Linked DNA regions of Zea mays: regions 2, 3 and 4 are each linked to region 1. A link is a contact called in public Hi-C data. All regions are on one chromosome and are shown on one strand. Each heading gives the region's core, a stretch centred on a gene start, on an enhancer-like site or on the middle of the called end of the contact. The rest is flanking DNA. Distances are from core to core; before and after follow the strand shown. Region 1 holds the start of LOC100191205 (MADS box interactor-like). Region 2 holds the start of LOC100284924 (FIP1). Region 3 holds the start of LOC100285525 (ZF-HD protein dimerisation region containing protein). Region 4 overlaps LOC103634170 (ubiquitin carboxyl-terminal hydrolase 18).

Region 1 (3,529 bases), core at 253-2,752:
CAACAAACCATGTGGAAAATTATGTCTCTACTTTGTCACTCCAAAGGTTTCTATAAGGGCCATGACCATGAGGTCGTTCAGCCCACGTTCCAGATAGGAAGCTAGAGATACATATTAGGGATACTCTGCAGTCTGCAGACATGACTTCGCCTAAACTAACAACATACTGTTTTTGCAACATCTTGAAAAGATTTATTTACAACAATCAGGAACGTTCAAATATCTGATTCTGTGCCACTATTTCCGGACCCGGCACTGACTACTCGCTCCATTTTAAATTGTAAGTTGTTCTGTTTTCTCTACAAACCTTACTATTGCGATTCGTCTAAACATATATTTATATCTAGATACATATCTATAAAAAACAACAGAAGACTTAGAATTTGAAACAAAGTGAGTGCTAATAACATCACAACTGAATGGTAAATCTGCATCAAACTGGCAGTAATGCAAGTACACATAATGTTTCCTTTTCTCCTAAAATAATCAAAGGTGGACAAGAGCTCCCAACAAGGCAGTGACGACTGACGACAGATACCTTTTTAGTCTCACCACGGCACAGAAACAGTGATTAGAAGTAATTTCGAACTACGCATACACCTCAGGTCCCCAGATATTTAGCAAGTCTTTAGTTTTAGAGTGCGTTTGGCAGATCTCCACAGCTCCGTTCCCAACAAGAATCACTTTTATAGAGTCAATCGGTAAAAATCTGTACTCATCTATGGTAGGACTCCATGGTAGAAGTGGAGTGAATCTATTCTTTATTTTGTACTAGAAAGTGAGAATCAAAAAACATGTTTCCCACCCTACTCAACCTACTCCCTCCACTCTGGAATCACTTTATATCTTATTTGTCAAACGGTTTTAGTCAATAGATTTACTTAGAGAATCAGCTTTTGAAGCTAGAGAATCATGGAGTAGAGCTAACGAGCCCTTAGATTTTAGTTAGATTTTAGTGGCCAAACTTAAATTGTAGCTAATTCAGTTGAATTACGCAATTTACCAATTCAGTTACGCCTGTTGGAACTTATACTTAGGAAATCCAAATCCTGGTTCCTGGGACCCTCAACATCCCCAGAAGAGCTCGTGAGGGATCAAGCCGCCTCCTGCTCACCTGCGTCGTCTCGTAATCGGAGTCACTCGCAACCGACGACGTCGCCATGCCATCTCCATCGACACCAACATCGTCCTTGCGGTCCTCGGCCTCCGGCGAGGCTGCTGCGGTCTCCTCCGAGAGAGAGATGGCGAGATCAGCGTCGGCATCGCGCAGCATCTCAACAGCCCGCTGGACCTGCTCCAACAACTCCTCCAGCGCCCGCTTCGGCACCCTCCTTACCTCCGGCGACAACCGGCGCGCCACAGCCGGCGAGGAGGAGGTTGGTGAGGGCTCCATCGCGGGGACCGGATCCTGTATCCGGCGACGATGGCTACGCCGGATTGGAGAGGGACACGGAATCCCGCGGCCTACACGGAGAGGATGATTGGTTTGTTTGGGTTATCGTGGCGTAATAATAGCGTTGGGTTGCTCACATAAGCAACTAAGTGGGCCCCGTGTCATGGGTCCTACCTGTCGGTTGAGGCTGATATTTGACACGGGCACACGGGACACGGCTTAAGGTTACGGTGTTGGTTGTGACGAAGTTTAGATGGGCCGTCGCCCAACTAAGCAACCAGACTGAGGGAGGCCGTTCTGGGTTTCTGAAGCAGGCTTCATGGGCCAACAGCGCCAAACTGCGAATAGTATGGAATCCAAAACAAACTCATACCAAACTAAGTGCAACATAAAGTTTAACGAACACAGTCGGCTAGCCTGGACATTCCATCATCCGCACAAACCGAACCAGCCCAAAATGTTGCATCTTTTCCACCCACGCGCTACGTTAAACCTGTGGCTGCTATGGTTGGATCTTGGATGTGTTTGAAACAGTTCCTCAACTTCGTTTCGCTCTAAACGCTCTAGTTTCACTAAATTTGAATTTACAAAGACAGTGGACCTGGAGGACCGATTCACCATTTTAGTGGAGCTTAGGGCTGCTACACTAGAGGCTCTTCTGTATGTTCTCATGATGTCTGGTAAAAAATAACCATCAATATCATTAAGGATAGTAATAGACTCTAAATTTTACACTATAAAATTTAAGGATCAGTTTGAGGTCGGGCTCTATATCTATTCATTTTTAAACTAAAATTAGTTAAAGTCTCAAATAAATTATGAAAAAATAGTTGGATCATGATCCATTACCATCTCTAACTATCATAAATTATATTTTTCATCGTATTGATTCATTTTGTTTCCTTTTTATCTTTCCCATTCTCAAATACAAGGAGGTTGCTGACCATCTCTTTTCCTCCCGACGGTGCCAATAGGAACCCCCTCCACCCTCGGTTCAGGGGAGTCGTCCATGGCCAGACCTATTAGATTTGATCCTCCTCAACCTCTCCCACCTCCTTCTTCATCCATGTCCATACGGAAAATGGTATCTAGTGTTGGGCTATCGTGATAACTTTGGGCTATGACCATTAGCCATCTTCACCTCTTCTTCCCAGCGTGTAAGTGCAATTAACCTTTTTGAGGTTTTTGTGATCAAATGACAAAACAAATAATGATTCTAATAAGTGTGCTTCAAGTGTGTACTCAATTATCACCAGACCCAAAGGAGTACAATAGACAATGATGAGTGAAAAATGAAGCATATAACATAGTGGAATCACACAACCCTTCAATGACGTTCTATTTGATTCTCGTGGTTCCAAGCAATCAAAAAATTATATTGTATATTTTTTGAGTCATAGAAATCGCCATAATACTTAGAGGAATCCACGAAGGTAATGATGTTTGCATTATGCTAAAAAAAAAATCTCTACTTCAAAACTGATTTTCGAAACTTGGTATTTGGAGTGTGAAGTGTGATGTTCGACCTCCCCATAGTTCACTGGACTGAGATGCTCTCTGGTGCAAAGCGACTGAACTGGTTCAACCAGTTTTGGCTAGGAACCTCTCTAGTAAACAGTGGTTGAACCGTCCCTAGGGGCGGTTCAACTAGTTTTGGCTAGGAAACTCTCTGGTAGAAATAGGTTGAACCGGTCCCTAGGTGTGGTTCAACCATGTTTTTGGCTGGTTGAGGTGGCGGTCAAACCGGTTGTTCAACCGAGTTTCTCTCTAGTAGAAATCGATTTAACTGGCCTTCTATAACTGGCCTTCTATACGGTTCAACCACATTTTATGCAGAACTTCACCATCGGTCTGCTTTTGGAGAGCCCCATATATACAACCTCTCCTCTTTCGCTCTCCACACTTACCCATGCTATTTACTGCAGACCTGAAACAAGACAAGAGCATTAACTCCCCTCTCTCACATTCACACCCCAACTCTCTTCCTCTCAAATCGATTTGAGGAATCCTTGGTGTGAAGTTGAGTTCATCGGTCTCATGCTGTGATTTCACTCTCCCTCTTCCTCTCTTTCTCTTACTTGAGTTTTTTTTGCAAACATCGAGTTGGGTAGATTTGTTTATCCTAGAATCTTGTGT
Region 2 (3,395 bases), core at 157-2,656, 130 kb before region 1:
TCTCTCGCTGACAATGGCAACCAAATCAAAAAAATGTCATACAAATCCGCACACGCACAACACGATGCAAACACTAGCACCGCAACACACACAGAGAGCGGGTACACAATCGCTCTGTTCGATCAATCAGTTCTGGCGAGCACGTACAAGACAACACTGTCCATTGCATTGAGGTCCTCCATGTCACGCCTGCAGGTTGCGGAACCCGCTCAGCGCTTCCTGCAGGTGCGCAACCGCGCCGTCGTAGTTGACGAAGCCCATGAACCAGAACTCGTGACTGTCCACCGACACCAGCTGGATGAACTTCTCCGCGGGCTTGGTCTTGTTGGCCGACGGGCTCGCCGCCCGCAGCCGTTGAAGAGGAATCGCCACCTGCGGCGTCGTCAGCTCGACTTTGCAGCACACGGGAGCGCGCGTGGGTGGGGGCTGTGATGTGTTGAGAGTGGGTTCTCGCTTACCTTGTAGTGGGTCCACTCCGTTCTGTCGCCGCCGGAAGCCTCGTAGGACAGCGGGCTGTCGCTGCAGAAGGCGACCCTGGCCGTGGACAGGTACAGGACGCCCATCACCGGGCCGGCGGCCGTGGAGAGGTAGCAAGCGTAGGACTTGCGCAGCTGCTCGTCGGGCGGGGCGCTGAAGGCCTGGCGGAATATCCTGTCGTGGCCGCCCTCCGCCAGCACCTTGGTCCCCTGCGCGATCCTCCCCACCGCGGCCTCCGCGATGCTCGGCGCCGTCCTCACTGCCCAGGAAATCAGTTGCGATCAGTTCCACAAATCACAAAGCTTACACCAGTCTGATCGGCGATGGTGTATATAGTTAGAGAGAGTTGATGAACAGAGCAGAGTCGCCCACAGTGCTGCCATGTGTTGCGCGACAGGCCCTCGGCCTTCCTGGTCGCCTCCCCGACCTTCCGCCCCCACCGCGACAGCGCATTCTTCACCGTCTCCTTCGTGCCTGCGCGCGCGCGGAACAACCGATCGAGAGAGAGAGAAAAAAAAGAAACGTCAGGGATAAGCGTCGGGCAGCAGGGAAGAATACATATAGTTCAGGTGACTTGTGGCACCGCCACCGCGCACGGACTCTTGGTCGACGGCTGCACGGGCGAAGGCATCGCGTAAGGGCCGGCGGCGTCCGTGGCCGGCGCCGGCGACCAGCTTCTCGCGTCCCGCTGCATCGCTCACACGCAGGGAACTGATTGGAATGTCCCCCACTCCCCCTGTTGTGACTCTTGTGTGCCCACACTTCAGTTCCGATCCCCGGCCGGCCGGCCGGCCCCGTTCCCTCGCGCGTATCGAAATGGTGGTTGCTTCAGGCTTCAGCTCGACGGATATGGCATGGCAACAGGCCAACAGCGCAGCTACGGGCTAGCAGTCGACCAGTCGCGTTGGTCAGGCATACTACTCCACTCCACTAATTGCTGATCGCGACGGCGACGAGCCGACGAGGCACCTACCCTACCCGCCAGTCTCCGCACCGTTTCAGTTGCACCGACTCCTGTATCCGTGCGATCGGGTTGGGTGGGACGGCGTGTCGGAGTCGGCAACCCATAGCGGACGATGCCACGTGACGCGGGCGCAGCTCCAGCTAGCTGCAGCGGCCCCGGCCGGACACGGCACGGCTCCTTGTATAAAAAAGGGGTCGGCGCCGGTCGAGATGAACGCAACGTTGCGGAGAGCGGACAGCGCCACCGGTCCCTTTGTCCGCGTCACGCTAGGCGACTTTGGCCAAGTTCCAGGTCGAGGAAGGGACGAAGCCACCGTTTCGGTGCCATGCGTGCGCGCTGCGCTGGTGTTGTTTTCAGGCACAAAATTACGCGTACATAGACGATGTCACGTTATTTCGATACTCAATTTAACTGTTACGAGCTGCCTGGACGGAAGATATATTGTAGTGGAAGGCTTAGCATGAATTAAAGCTTCAGAGTTCAGCGTATTCAGGTAGTTACAACTTACAGCACCGTTCACTGGGCCACACAACACACCCACTCACGGCACGGCATCTATCTTCCGGCCCAAACTCTATTCACAACTCCAAAGCTGCATTTATTTAGAGGGTGTTTGAATGCACTAGAGCTAATAGTTATTGGCTAAAAAATTTCTAGTAAAATTAGCTAGCTAACAAATATTTAGCAAACTATTAGCTAATTTACTAAAAATAGCTATTAGTTGAACTATTAGCTAGACTGTTTAGATGTCGTCAGCTAATTTTAACAGCTAACTATTATCTCTAGTGCATTCAAACACTCCCTTAGTTCTGAACTTCTGATCAGCCTCCACAGCCGTGTGTGTTTAGACATTCGTCCCCTTTAACAGCCAGCTTGCATCTGGTGCTGATGGAAAGAGCTGTTAGAATTAAATAGCCTCAAACAGGAACTTAGATACGCTTAGCTAAACACTAAAACACCTACTCACTCCGTCCAATTACATATTATAGTAGTTCAAGTCAGGATAAATCTAGTAACTTCAAATTTATGTTAAAAAATCTTATAAAACATATGATATAAATCGGTCAAAGTTGATGATAATTTACTTAGTATAAATCTAAAACGACTAATTCATGTGGACAGAGGGAGTGGGTCATAGAAGATTATGATTTCGAAGTTTGTACTTTCATTTGGGGCACAGATGTCAAGATGGCCTGGCTCGATATTATAACGAGTTAGCACTACAATTCGGCTCGATATAACAATGAGCTAGAAGACTTGCCAGGCTCGGCTCCTTAGGTAACTTGAACCAGCTCGATTGGCTCACGAGCTACACCAAAAGTACATCTAACAACATTGTAAATCAATCTATCAACTCTTTGTCCATCAGGTATTGACGTATAAAATTTTCACTAAGCATTACATATTTGCACTAAGGCTAGCAGCAAGTAACCACAATCACAAAAAGTCAACGTTCTAAAAACACAATGCAAGCATGCAACTAGGCAAGACTGCAACAATGCAACTGCAACCATGCTATCAAATATACAGTGATGCACCAGATCTCACACCTAATCCCACATCGGATACGATACTCAGATATGCAATCGAGCCGGCTATAACTCGTCGGACAAGTCCGGTGTCACACAGGTAAACGCACCTGATACCCAGGGCTCAACGGTTGACAATGGCTAGCTAACGTGAAACTTACTAAACAAGTCCATCGTGCCACCTAATATGTCTGATGCTGCACAGCAAAGTCTGCTAAGTTCCAATAACTCTAATTGAGTGGGGAGGCTAAATACCACCCAGCCGGTTATTTCTCAAGAGTAGGACGTGAGAAACATAGCAAGATAGTTGTTACTCTAATCCTTTAGGTGTAGAGATCCAAGTGGTAAAAATCACTCGAAGATTAGCATTGGCATAGGTATTTTTGCGAAGTGCTTAGGTTAGTTAGACCGTCATTGTAGTGCTT
Region 3 (3,505 bases), core at 57-2,556, 210 kb before region 1:
CGTGAATCCACCGCTGAGGTTGGTTTAAGAGATTTTAAAACATCCTATATAGGACGGAGGGAAAAAATGTTTTAATTCACTTTATCGAAAATAAATTAGAAATGACTTGAGGTTGGTTTAAGAACTTTTGTACTAGCAGGTGGAGTCGAAGCCAGACACAAGTCGTAAAAAAAGCCATATTGCACTGCAAAGAGTACTCCTGTGGTATGTAATAGTAGTATATAAACACTTCCGCTGGCGACGTATTCTATTTTAGTAACTGAATCTAGCTTTGGCTGCTGCTTTTATATACATGACAATATAATACTATATATGATGTACTGTCACATGTCCCACAGGGCGATGCAGTGGAAAAGACTAATGCATGCTGCTTACATCACTTCAACTGGAAACACAGCCGATCAGCACGACTTGATGCCTATATTTGATCTGATCACAGAGAGCATGGGGGGGGGGGGGGGGGGGGGGGGGGGGGGGGGCGCAATCATATCGCATGAATCGTTCGTAGCTAATATGAAAAGCGCTTAGCTAGTCGGGAATCGATCGATGCCCACTTACCAAACGGAAAGGCACTCACAATTTTGTACCGTGACTGTGATGACGCGATCTGGAAGCAGCACGGGTTTGATGACGTTGCTACACCTCCGTGCTCTGTGCGCATGCCTGCACGGACGGCAGCGGCTAGCAGCTGGGCCTAAGGAGCCAAATACGATTATTTGTGTACAGTTGCAGGTCAAGTATGCCCATGATCCAGACACCGAAGTAGAGCATGTGGATTTATTTGACCGCAAATTGTCTTGGTTAAGACAGAGAAGTGTTGGCACACACATAGCTAGCTAGATTCGAGCGAAAAGGCGCGAGAGAAAAGAAAGACCGGGTGTCACGATCACATATTCTAAACCGCAATTTAAAAGGCGTTGGAGGCAAACCACTTGAAAAGAGCAGCAGGGAGAGGGACAGGCATGAGCGCGACCGGCGGAAGAGCAGCTTCACACCTAATCTCACCGTGGTCGAATCGACGAAAGAGAGGCCAGGGTTGGGTTAAACCATCGCAAGAGACAGCTTCACCTAATCTCACCGTGGTCGAATCGACGAAAGAGAGGCCAGGGTTGGGTTAAACCATCGCAAGAGACAGCAGCAGCTACGGCAGCGGCTTTGCAGCCTTCCTGCAGGTGCAGCGCAGCGGCGCGCGTCAAAACTGGCAGGCAGCCCACACCCCCTCCAGTCCCACGTCTCTCTTATCTCTTCATCCCGCTCTTAACCCTGCTAAGCCCCTCTTAGCTTCGCCTGCCATAGCTCCACTCCAGAGCACACTAGCTTAGCTACACACAGGCCACAGGGGCACAAGAAACACCTGCCGATCGACGGCGATGGACTTCGACGACCACGACGACGGCGACGAGGAGGAGATGGCGCCGATGCCGGTGAGCTCCAGCTACGACGCCCCGCCTCTGGCAGCCGGCGGGTTTGGTGCACCGGCGCCGCCCAAGCCGCCCGGCGAGCGCGCCAAGGCCCCGGGCGGGCGGTACCGCGAGTGCCTCAAGAACCACGCGGTCGGCATCGGGGGCCACGCCGTGGACGGGTGCGGCGAGTTCATGCCGGCCGGCGAGGAGGGCACGCTCGACGCGCTCCGCTGCGCCGCGTGCGGCTGCCACCGCAACTTCCACCGCAAGGAGTCCCCGGAGGGCTCCCCCGCCGCGCTGGTCGCCTACGGAGGCGGCGCCGCCACGCCGCACCACCACCACTTCTCCCCGTACTACCGCACCCCGGCCGGGTCGTACTTCCACCACCATCACCAGCAGCAGCAGCCGATCCACATGGCCGCCGCGGGCCACCACACGCCGCGGCCGCTGGCGCTGCCGTCCACGTCCCACAGCTGGCGCGACGACGGCGACGACTACCTCTCCGGGGGGATGGCGGCCGCCGGGCCGGTGTCGGCGCTGGGCCCGCTGGGCCTGGGCGGCGGCGCCGGGCCCTCTGGCTCCGGCGGGTCCGGCAAGAAGCGGTTCCGCACCAAGTTCACCCAGGAGCAGAAGGACAGGATGCTGGCGTTCGCGGAGCGCGTGGGGTGGCGCATCCAGAAGCACGACGAGGCCGCCGTGCAGCAGTTCTGCGACGAGGTCTGCGTCAAGCGCCACGTGCTCAAGGTGTGGATGCACAACAACAAGCACACCCTCGGCAAGAAGCCGTAGGCGTAGCTAAGCAGCAGGCAGCGTCACACCATGACACCCCCACCCCAACGCGTGTACTGTACACACGCAAGAGCCACGCCCACGCGCGCATGCATCACACACACACACACAGCGGTTGATCGCAGTCGCAGATCGATCGACGGTGGCCGTGGCCAGCCTCTCCTCCGGGTACGGGTAGGTACACCTGCATCCTCTTTGTTAGCATTCGGCTCCGGCGCCTTCGTGCCGTGGCGGCCGGAGTAGGTTAGTTGCAGTAAGTAACTCGTAGCGAGGTGCTCGATCGATCTTTCTTGCTTGGCTTTATTAGGCCGTTCTTTTTTACTTCTCATTTAACCGTACTTGCTGGTGTTGTTTATTAATTAATTCCTGCGGCATGGGCCATTTGCCGGTTTGCTTGGTTGTTCTTGGCGTTAATAATTCTTCAATGGCAAATGTACTTGGTGTTGCGATGCCAACAAGTGTATCTGGGGATTGGGGCTGCATGGATTCTGCCACTTCTCTCTCTCTCTCTGTGTGTATGTCGTGCTCGTGCACTGCCCTCTTTATATTTTTTGTGGTTGGGATCAGCTCAGCTGACGATAATTTTGCTCATGGTTCGGTTCCTAGTCAGATGCCGCATGCCGCGCCTAAAGAAGATAGGAGGATATAGGCCACTGTTCCATTCTCTATAGTACTCTCTTAATCTCTTTGCTTTGTCTTCTGCTCAAACTCGTTGGCACGTACGTACCAGTCCTCCACTGCTTGTTCCTGTTCCTGTTCTTGCTCAAGCGCACGGGAGGTGTAGCAAGTTACTTGCTTTACACTTCCAAGTCACGCGCTATAGAGGTGTATCAAGTTACTTTTACCATGGTTTTGCTCAGTGGAGCGTAAATGATAGTATGGCCCTTGGTAAAGTCTCCCCTCATTTTTTACTTTGACACACGCATGCATCATGCATGTACAACAGACGCACTGTGAACTGTGCACACGATGATGTGTTCTTCGCTTGTCCTCTTCAGCTTGGATCATCAATGCACTCGCAACGCGTTCGATTGCGCGCGCGCGCGAGCGAGCGAGCTCCATCCGCATTAACTCCTCCCCCGATTCGCGAGCCTTGTTAAGGTTGTCGCGACACGAAGAGCGAAGGTGACGACGGCATGGAGCGCAGCTGCTAGCGCATGCGTGTCGTTGTCATCCCAGCACCCCTCCCGAGGCCGTGGCACCGCGCCATCTCCGTCGGGCTTCCTGCCATTGCCATGGCATGGCACTCCACGCCACGCTTGCTATGGCCTTCCGCCCTTCCCACTTGTACTCTTCGTCGCGCCCGGCCCGCT
Region 4 (3,631 bases), core at 330-2,829, 140 kb after region 1:
TTGTATGGATACAATCATTTGGTGATGTAAGAACGATAAGCCATGTGCCACTTGAACTAATGTTTCCAGCTCAATAGCCTTCAATGATGTCTGTAGGTGAAACCTGTGTCTGTCCAAAAAGTCCTGTCAAGATGTGCATACATGCTGCTCTATGCAAGGTAAATACTGTGTTGCTCTCAGTTACGTCAGCTTTGTTGTCCTGCATGTCGTTATATTGATTCTGTTGACTGTCTTAAATGATGTCGTCTTAACTATAATTCAAACAGATGTTCACCGCGTGCCCCAACCTCTGCACGCGCTAAGAAACCCAAGCAGATGGCACGTTCAGGATCATTCCCTTCGGGAGGAGGCAGGTACCGGAGCAGGCACCAAGGTGGGCAACTGTCTAAGGACGATGCGGTCCACAACCTTACATACACATTGGGTACATCTGACACGTCATCGTACCCGGTAGCACCCTGCTTTAGCGGAAGCAACAGCTCCTCGCTGTTCAGCAGCTCTGATGCAGGGTCAAGCTGCACTTTCAGCAGCGACAGCACTGACAGTGCCGGGAAATCCAGCATGGAGTATGACCGCATTTTTGGAACCTCGGGCTATATGTGCCCGGTGGTAAGCTCAGCGGTTGTGCCCGAGGGAGACAATCAGAGTTACTTGCGGCAAGGGTCTAGCTGGAACCCTAGCTCTTCGGGTCATGACATGGATGAGGCAGGTAAGTTTGCGCGGCAGTACCAGGGAGGGTATCAGGCTGGCGGAGGGGCTCCCGTAGGCGGTTGGGAGACCCCATCCTTCTCTTACGCCGATCAAGGTAAATATCAGGGCAGTAGTAGTCGTCGTAACCGTAGTTTCGGTAGTAGCTGTAAATTAACACAGCAGCGGAGGAGTACAGGGCGGGCGTTTTTTTATATAAGGTCGATTAGGGAGAGGATACAAGGGGGCTTGGGCTCGGGCTTGGGTTCGTAGAGAGATTAATTATTCATCATGTATGATTACGCCATTGCAATTGAAAAAAAAAAGAGGAGGGGGATGGGGGATTGGTTCATATAGGGAGTTCGATTGGCGTCTGTAGCAAACTACTCTAACCTGTCAAGTGTCAAGGTCGGGCAAATTTGTTGTTTTTTTTTTCCAAAATGGTTTTAAGAAAAAGAGAAGCAGTAGTGTTCGATCATCTAAACGTCTTCACCGAGTGTGATGGTCTGACCTTTGTGCAGACCGGGAGAAAGAAAAGATAAATTCAAAGAACCATGCCAAAATGCCGAAGTGTGCTTTTTTGTCACTGTCGGCTTTTCTTTCTGTCGTGTTGTAAGCGGTTGGGCTAGACACATTTGGAAGGCACTGAACATGCTGACCACTATCTGGCTACTTCATTTCTTGAAATTTGGGCAAAAGAAAGGAGTCAGTATTTTGCACGACGTTGCAGGCTCGGGGGATTTGCACTAGATACTGACTGATTAATCACCCCCAAAGAAACTCGTATCGCTCTGCTCCCGCCGTGATCTTCGTTAGTTTAAGTCAGGTCAGTATGTATCAATAAACCTACAAGGACGGGGACAATCACGGTCGGCCCATCAGTGAAATCTTTCACTAGCTGGCCTGACTGCATACAGCATACGGCCTGTTCAGCCCGACTGAAGCAGGCCGGAGTCTGTGAAGAAGGCTTTTCGTTGCGTTTGCATTGCATGCATGGCACTCACTTCTCAGCCTGACTAAAGCTGGCTGGAGTCTGAGGAAGGCGTTTCGTTTCGTTTCATTTGCATGCATGTCACTTCAAAGCTCTAACGTGCATCTCTTTCCTTATTCTTGTACATGCTGTAGGCAAATCTATGCTCTAACACGTTAGGGCCTTTTTTTGCGATCAGCGTAAGGTCAAGTATTTCAACATTTAAGCTGACAGTTCCATACATGATGCATGACGCCTTTTAAGATGTCAGTTCCTAACATTTGTTTAGGTTAAGCATTTAGATCTCTAAACATGTGCTCTAACATCTGTCTATTTTTTATTTAAAATATAAAACCTTCAAAACGTTTCTAAAAACTAAAGCTTATTTTTAAAAAAGACAAGAGTGTTTCTTTTTTTTTATTGTCGTACTTGTGGCCTCTCTGTACTTACCAGGAATGCACACAACTATTTTTTTTTCAAAACGTAGGCATAAGAGTTGAGCCCTGGTGTGTAGTAGTCATGCATCTACAACCGCACAAAACATGGGGGTTTGTTTGGTAATAATGTTTCTTAAAACATGGTATTATTATAACTTTATAATTATTATAGTAATACTATAATTTTGGCCAGCTCTAAAATAATATCTATTGTTTGGATACAACATTGTAAACCATGGTATTTAGGCAAAAGCTAGTCATGTCAACGAAAACTTTGGGTTAGAATAGAGTTTTCAATACTCTACAAAAAAATACTATAGTATCTACTATCTAGTATATCATGGTTTTTAAAAACATGGTTTTTAGAAATACATGCAAACACATTATGACAAAAAAAAATACTCTATTACTCCTATAAACCATAGTATTGCCTATAAACTACAAAATAATTTAGTTCCAAACATACCCTTAATTTTTCAAATTTCCCAACCAAATTCATGTAACTTGCATGTCTAGATACCTTTTTTTTGAGCTGCCAAAATTTGAATGGATGTTGCATTTACATCCTCAAATTTGTTTAATAATGCACAATTGCACATGTACTAGGTGAGCATCTCAAACTCTAAAGTTGTCAACATTTTTGCTACATCTCAAAACCTATCAACATAGAACTTTTTAAATAATATAAAGGTATTTTTACATTTAGATAGAAAGTAAAGAAAAAATAATTTGACATTGTTTCACCCTAAAATAAAATTAAAATGGTATTATTCAATTATATCGACAACTGTCATGGTTATGAGTCTATGACAACACTGATCACATTGTACACTTAGTGCTCTTGTTTTGTGTTATGTGCGATTATGACAAAGCCCTCTATATTTTAAATGCAAAACTATTCAGTGTCATTCACACATGATTCAACAAATTGGATTTTCTAGGTTTGGCATGCAATTTTTATGTTAACTAATGTAGCTTTCAAAAGCCTTTTGCATTGCAACATGCTAGAAAAATGTTTTTAAACATACATAGATGAAATCGAATAACACATTTTTAATAACTAGTTTTCATATGCTAGTGATGGAGATTTAGGTTCTTAAAATGCTCACATGCCATAATTATCATTTAGGGAAGTGATATTCAACAATCAATGATGTTAGGTTTCATCTTTGCAATGGCTTGGTGAGGAAAAGCTCATATATATCAAAAGCATGTGTCATTTAGTATCCATGGAATCAACCTAGCTGAACTTTGATTGAATTTTATTAATACTGAATTCATGATTAGCCATGTACGTCAAAAATGATTTCACTTTGTAGAAAACAATATTGAAAGCTATAAATATAATTTTGAAAAGGATTTTTCCTTGGTGCAATAATTTGTTTTTAGATAATGTTGCCCAAATTAATATTGCAAATACTTCATAGGAAGATACTTTTTGTGCATGTGCGTGTGTTTGGGCATGAGGGGAGGGGGTAGTTGGCCACTCTCTCTTAAAATCATATATATGTGTAATGTAATTAACCATTACATCCCA

What was found. Hi-C and Micro-C count contacts between places; a contact is called where the count stands out from the background.
Region 2: a contact with region 1 is called in a Hi-C map of leaf, with 5 times the contacts expected there. The contact joins the promoter of LOC100284924 here to the promoter of LOC100191205 in region 1. A contact is called at or near these places in 3 of 25 Hi-C or Micro-C datasets (ear, leaf and tassel).
Region 3: a Hi-C map of tassel shows a contact between it and region 1, with 2.0 times the contacts expected there. The contact joins the promoter of LOC100285525 here to the promoter of LOC100191205 in region 1. A contact is called at or near these places in 4 of 25 Hi-C or Micro-C datasets (ear, endosperm, leaf and 1 more).
Region 4: a contact with region 1 is called in a Hi-C map of ear, with 4 times the contacts expected there. The contact joins the enhancer-like site here to the promoter of LOC100191205 in region 1. A contact is called at or near these places in 4 of 25 Hi-C or Micro-C datasets (ear, leaf, tassel and 1 more).

The regions. Positions count from the first base shown.
Region 1 is chr7:133,182,364-133,185,892 of Zm-B73-REFERENCE-NAM-5.0, reverse strand. LOC100191205 (MADS box interactor-like) reads right to left here and starts at 1,502. Exons shown (of 6, transcript NM_001136640.1): 1 at 1,115-1,502. The coding sequence starts at 1,393.
Region 2 is chr7:133,313,856-133,317,250 of Zm-B73-REFERENCE-NAM-5.0, reverse strand. It overlaps LOC100284924 (FIP1), which reads right to left and starts at 1,406. Exons shown (of 4, transcript NM_001157819.2): 1 at 1,078-1,406; 2 at 850-951; 3 at 459-736; 4 at 1-372. The coding sequence starts at 1,171. The coding sequence ends at 184.
Region 3 is chr7:133,396,685-133,400,189 of Zm-B73-REFERENCE-NAM-5.0, reverse strand. It overlaps LOC100285525 (ZF-HD protein dimerisation region containing protein), which reads left to right and starts at 1,306. Exons shown (of 1, transcript NM_001158416.2): 1 at 1,306-2,672. The coding sequence starts at 1,371. The coding sequence ends at 2,192.
Region 4 is chr7:133,044,184-133,047,814 of Zm-B73-REFERENCE-NAM-5.0, reverse strand. LOC103634170 (ubiquitin carboxyl-terminal hydrolase 18) reads left to right here. Exons shown (of 12, transcript XM_020541292.3): 10 at 97-158; 11 at 267-805. Among protein-coding and RNA genes, the nearest start is that of LOC100286078, 5.3 kb to the right of the region's middle. Within about 2 kb of position 1,579, at least 19 of the 20 cell types and tissues checked have an H3K27ac peak or open chromatin away from gene starts, as enhancers often do. A contact at or near this core is called in ear, leaf and tassel, where this site is marked.